2 separate regions of the Mus musculus genome follow, and region 1 is linked to region 2. Evidence: chromatin contacts called from public promoter capture Hi-C data. All regions are on one chromosome and are shown on one strand. The core of a region is the stretch at or near the end of the contact, and the rest is flanking DNA. Distances in the headings are between cores, read along the strand shown. Region 1 holds the start of Tceal8 (transcription elongation factor A (SII)-like 8). Region 2 holds the start of Arxes2 (adipocyte-related X-chromosome expressed sequence 2).

Region 1 (2,700 bases), core at 18-2,517, 180 kb after region 2:
CTGGGGTGTTCCTTCGTTCTCGTCACAAGACTTTTGCATGTTGATTATTTTCTTAATGAATTAATCCTAGGGGGATAAAAACAAGGAAACAAAACCGACTAGGTGTCAGGCAGATGGACAAGCTTTTGTGTTCCCATAGCGACTGACTTTTGTTTCAGGTCACTTAATTGCCAAAAAGTTTTCTAACTAGACAAGTCAGGTTCTGAGCTCCTGACTCCACCCCTTCCTCCACCCCCCCCACCCCCCCCTTGCTCTCCAACTCCATCTTCTCCTGTCCCGGCTCCAGCCCACCATTTTCCCAGCAGGCCCTGCAACAAACCTCTCCTAGCACTGAAATGGGAGCGGCGTGGAAGCAATTAACCCTTCCCTCACCACATGGCTCTAACACTCCCGCCCTTTCGGGCTTTTCCAAGTCATCCCATCCTCAGCTTCTCACCAGCAACAGTCAGGTCAGCGGTCTCCTCTCTCTTTTAAATGTCTTTAGCCTCTCCCTTTCCTTCCTTCACCCCATTTCCGCAGCAGGATTTGCAGGGGCCTTCTGTGCTTAATCCGGATGGGAGGCAGCCGTGACGCCCCTGGGATGTGCTTTGGTGTCTTCCACACTCCTACCCCCACCCAAAGGGACCTGAAGCAATTGCACCCTTGCACTGACCTGTAGGTACCTGGAGATTTTCCTCTCTTCTTGCACCTCGATTTATGTCGCGCTCAAAAGATCAAGAGTGCTGAAGAAAGACAGGAGTTCTTGGTGAGCACACTAGTGCCTAAATCAAAAGGTCTTGCTAACGGATAGCACAAAGTTTTTCCACATCCCCCTCTTCTCCCTCCCTTTGTGGCAACCCCGCCTTCATCTGTACCCTGTTTCCCAGCAAGAGGGCAAAGAATCAGACAAGTTTTCCCCACAGTGTTATTGTTTCTTCTCTCCGTCTCTCGCAGTTCTCCTTTCCCCGTCTCTTTTCTTTCTCTGCCGGACTCGGTTAGCTACCTCCCTCCCAATCTGCCCCATCCCTCATCAAGCAGCCCCAAACCTCTCGCACAAAATAGTTTAGCAGAACCCTAGGATAAGAGAAAGAGTGCGGGATGAGCGTGCTTTCTGTTCTCTGCTCCCTCCACCCTATGATCTCTTAAGCCAGCGCCCACTATTAAAGTACCTGGAAGTAGCTGGGCCACTCTTCTCTAGCAGGACAGAGCTGCTACTGGGGAACTGGGCCTAGACTATAAGGACTTCTGCACACGTCGACTGCTGGTCACGTGAGGATCGCGTCATCAATGAGCTCCAGCCTTTGGTTACCCCTCCCATTAACATGCAGCCCGCCCCCTACATTCCCTTCACTAGATACTGTCAATCTTTTTTCCTATTTGCCAATAGGAGACAATAAAACTCGTCTCGTCACCAAGTAGTATCTATTCACCTTACTCAGATTACCAGGAAAAGAGCAGTCTTTTAGGGTACGTCGACCAATTCTCCTAATTTGGGAAGTCAGCTCTTTCTCTCCCTTGCTCCCTATACTTCCCTTCCCCTCCCCCCACCAAATCCTACAGTCCACCATTTCTCTGGGAAGCTTCTCTGTCTTTAAAATGGGGGAAGGTTGTAGATGTGCGCTTGTGGGGGTAGCGGAAGAATAAAAGCCTAAGGAAGGGATGTTTAGCTTCTTGAGTCGTTTTCTGTGGTGTTCTGTTGTAAGAATCAGGGTTTAAAATGATATTTAAAAAGAGATACTTCATATTCACTATTTCACACTAGATGAGGAGAAAATAACTTCATTAAATCAATTTTAAGGTTTCAAAAAGTATTCTAATGACTGCAAGTGAAAGCACAGTATTTACAACATATTGATGTGTTGGGGTTTTTTAAAAATCTTACTAAAATGGCATCGTTTGCAAACCGACTCTGAAAACAGCCGATTTGTTTCGTTAGTTTTGTCTCCGCAATCCACGACTCTCTTTGCCTGAGCTTAGGCTATTATTAGACGTCTGAACTTTTAATTGATGACTGCTGGCAGCTCCCACTTGCAAATAAAGGCTTCAGACAGACTTCTTTTCCTTGTCCTTTGTGGGAGCCAGTGTCTTTGTTAAACAGAAAAGCCTGCTTTTCACTCAGTGAACTTTCGTGGGACTCAACGAAATATGTTTGTTGGTAAACTTTTGTTATTAAGAACAGAATGTTTGTAAGGAAAGAGCGCTCACAATGAAGCAGAAAGGAGGTAACTCTTTGTATGTCACTATTGACTGTGGGGCTTATTAAGCATGTAGGGTTTTCCATTCATTCATTCATTCATTCATTCGTGGAACTCTAGATACCCTGGTAGGATTCAAAGTGCTCCATTAAAACAAGAGCCATCTCAGAGAACTCCATACCCTACCATAGAGCTATGTACACCACATGTTCACTGCTGCTTTCTTCACCATAGCAAGGAATAATGTTCAGCTTAAAAAAAAAAAAGAATGAAAAAATGTTGTTACAAAATTTTCAGGAAAATAAACGCACTTAGAATGTTTAATATTCACTGAGATCACACAGTATCAGAAGGAAAATAAATCACATAGTCTTCCCCATAAGCAAAACCTAGTCGATAATATATATGTATATAAACGAATTTACATGTAGGCACAGTATAACATTCAGAAATGAAAACAAGAAAGTCTAATATTTGGAGGTGAGGAAGGATTGAATGCAAAGAATGGACATGAGATAGGAAGAGG
Region 2 (2,700 bases), core at 74-2,573:
AGTAATTACCACAATAAAGACCACCCAGTTATCTGAAAACTCAGCATGGGTGACATTAAATTAGTGGTACTCAAACGTTAGCTGTTTAGGCCTGGAATTTTCCAAGTAAGAAGCTTTCTTCGAAATTATCAAGGGAAATGGATTAAACTGGGAGATATTTGTACCTCTCCCCACCCCATTACTAAATCAAAAGCAGGGACACGAGGAGAGAAGGCTCTACATTTTCAGTAGTTTCTCCAATTAATATCCATCTAGGTTTGAAAAGCAATGTGGGGTTTCTACAAGCTTTTTGGATATTTTGAATGCGTGCTCAAGTGATGCTATGGCTACTTGCTTGCAAGTATCTGCTTCTTTTGTCTATTCCGATGTGTCAAATACTACTTCCTTAACTAAGTGCTATTTATTCAGATTTGTATACAAGCCTCTGATTTAAGCACTGGGGACAAGCATAAAGGACAGGAAAGACAGGGTCACTAACCTGTCATTAAAGATTGGGAAACTGGGACTAAGAAGACAAATCAATTGGAAAGGCAATTTGGTAGTCATTTATGATTAAGAGAATAATTAGGGTAGGTAGACTAAGAATCAAGGGTCAGGGATCATTACACAGGAAATTGTCACTGAAAGCCTTTGCTGGAAGTGGCCTTAAGAACTGAGTCCTGAATGCTAAGAAGCCATGCACAGACAGGCCAGGTCTTGGTGCGCTTGGACTGTGTGTGCTCCAGTGAACCCAGGAGCAGAGGACAGCAAGCCCACTGGCTGCAGCCTGGCAGACAACCATCAGGATGGTAGGGGGTGAGGGGTGGACAGGGCAGATGCAGCAGAGTCTGGGCCTCCTCTGCCACTAAGACTGTATGCTGAGGGCGGAGGACCCCAGCAAGTGGGGGGGGGGCATGACCTGTAGGGAATGGCTGGTCTGTGTGTAGAGAATGGACTGCAGAGGCAGGATTAGCCTAGTGTGGGGGGAAGGAAGTCCAGGCATCAGCAGCCTGTTGCAGAAGGCCAGGGGAGGGGCTAGGATGTATGGAAGCCATGATGCAGCAGTGTGCAGAGGGAGAGGGTTCCCTGGCCAGGGCTTTGTGTGCCGGGGCAGGGGCTGTGGTTGGTGCCAGGGACCTTCCGTGACTGTGTCTGGGTGTGAGGGTGAGACAGTTCAAGGCACCGCTGGGCTCATTCAGCCAGGCTGCGGCTTTCTATGAGATGCTCCAAGTGCCTTAGACTCTCAGCAGACAGTGGTTGTAGGGTTAACTAGTGGCTTGGGGCGGGGGAGGGGGCAGGCATCGTGGGCGGTGCGCGCTCCAGGGACGCGTGCGCGAGCCCGGCATTCCGCGCGAGCCAGAGGAAGGCAGAGGGACCGCGGAGCGAACTGCACGCCCCGTGCAGAGCCAGCCAGCCAGCCAGCCAGCCAGCGAGCGCCGGTGGAGCCCGCGTGGAGGGAGCCGCCGATTGAACACCCTGCAAGATGAACTCCCTGCTGTCCCGGGCCAACTCGCTGTTCGCCTTCACGCTGAGCGTCATGGCGGCGCTCACCTTGGGCTGCATCCTCACCACCGCCTTCAAAGACAGGAGCGCGCCCGTGCGCCTGCACGTCTCCAGGATCCTGCTCAAAAAAGTGGAAGACTTCACCGGACCCAGAAAGAAGAGCGACCTGGGCTTCATCACCTTCCACATCTCTGCGGATCTGGAGAAGACTTTCGACTGGAACGTCAAGCAGCTCTTCCTTTATCTGTCGGCAGAATATTCCACCAAAAGCAACGCTGTGAACCAGGTGGTCCTCTGGGACAAGATCCTTCTGCGAGGCGAGAACCCCAAGCTGAACCTGAAAGACGTCAAAAGCAAGTATTTTTTCTTTGACGATGGACACGGGCTCAAGGGAAACAGGAATGTCACTTTGACTCTCTCCTGGCAAGTGATACCGATTGCTGGGATCCTGCCTCTTGTGACTGGATCTGGACGCGTGTCTGTCCCGTTTCCAGATTCCTATGAAATAGCCACGACTTTTTGAAGAATTCTCTCTGCATTGGAAACGGGGACATCTGTGGACTCAAGAAATCGCATCTCCTCATCATTTCCCTCAAGTCTTGCTGACTTCTCTTTTGTTTTGTTTATTTTAAAACATGCTGGTTTTGTTCTGGGACTGGCTGCACTCATCCTCATGCTTCCCTGAGCCTAACATAGAGACTATATTCATTGATCTTAGTGTGTGTGTGTGACATTGGTTATCACTCTTCCTCTGTATAAGAATTAACATCAAATTTTATAGTTGGAGGGAAAGGCTAATAGAGTTCTGGAACTTTCTTTATTCTACCAATGAAACAACAAAGAAGTTCACCAGAGTAGGTTATTATTAGACAGTTGGATAATGAGGATTGAAAATAATACACAGTTTTGTCATATTCACTACATTATCCCATGTGATATATAAAATTTGGGGAGAATTTTAAAATTAGATGTTTTGGTATTGTCACAATAACTGTATTTTATTCCTGAGATTCCTTGTAGGTCCACATTGAATGCCGTTTTCTTATATCTTCTAGGGTGTGTTTGATTACTAGAAAAATTGTGATTTGTTTCGTAAGAGTCTGACATGCAAAATAGTTAAACACGAGTCAGAAATCTTACTGCTTTCCTTCCTTGCCAGCAAATGTGACCATTTAAATAGTGAACGTATCTTGAGGCTGTAAATGATTCTGCCTCTCT

The links. Capture Hi-C pulls out chosen DNA fragments and counts their contacts.
Region 1: a promoter capture Hi-C map of adipose tissue shows a contact between it and region 2. The contact joins the promoter of Tceal8 here to the promoter of Arxes2 in region 2. A contact is called at or near these places in 2 of 39 promoter capture datasets (cranial neural crest and frontonasal cranial neural crest) and 1 of 9 other capture datasets (adipose tissue).

What each region holds. Positions count from the first base shown.
Region 1 is chrX:136,170,984-136,173,683 of GRCm38.p6, forward strand. It overlaps Tceal8 (transcription elongation factor A (SII)-like 8), which reads right to left and starts at 1,268. Exons shown (of 3, transcript NM_025703.3): 1 at 1,149-1,268; 2 at 653-722; 3 at 1-66. The coding sequence starts at 39.
Region 2 is chrX:135,992,497-135,995,196 of GRCm38.p6, forward strand. Arxes2 (adipocyte-related X-chromosome expressed sequence 2) reads left to right here and starts at 1,324. Exons shown (of 1, transcript NM_029823.2): 1 at 1,324-2,700. The coding sequence starts at 1,463. The coding sequence ends at 2,005.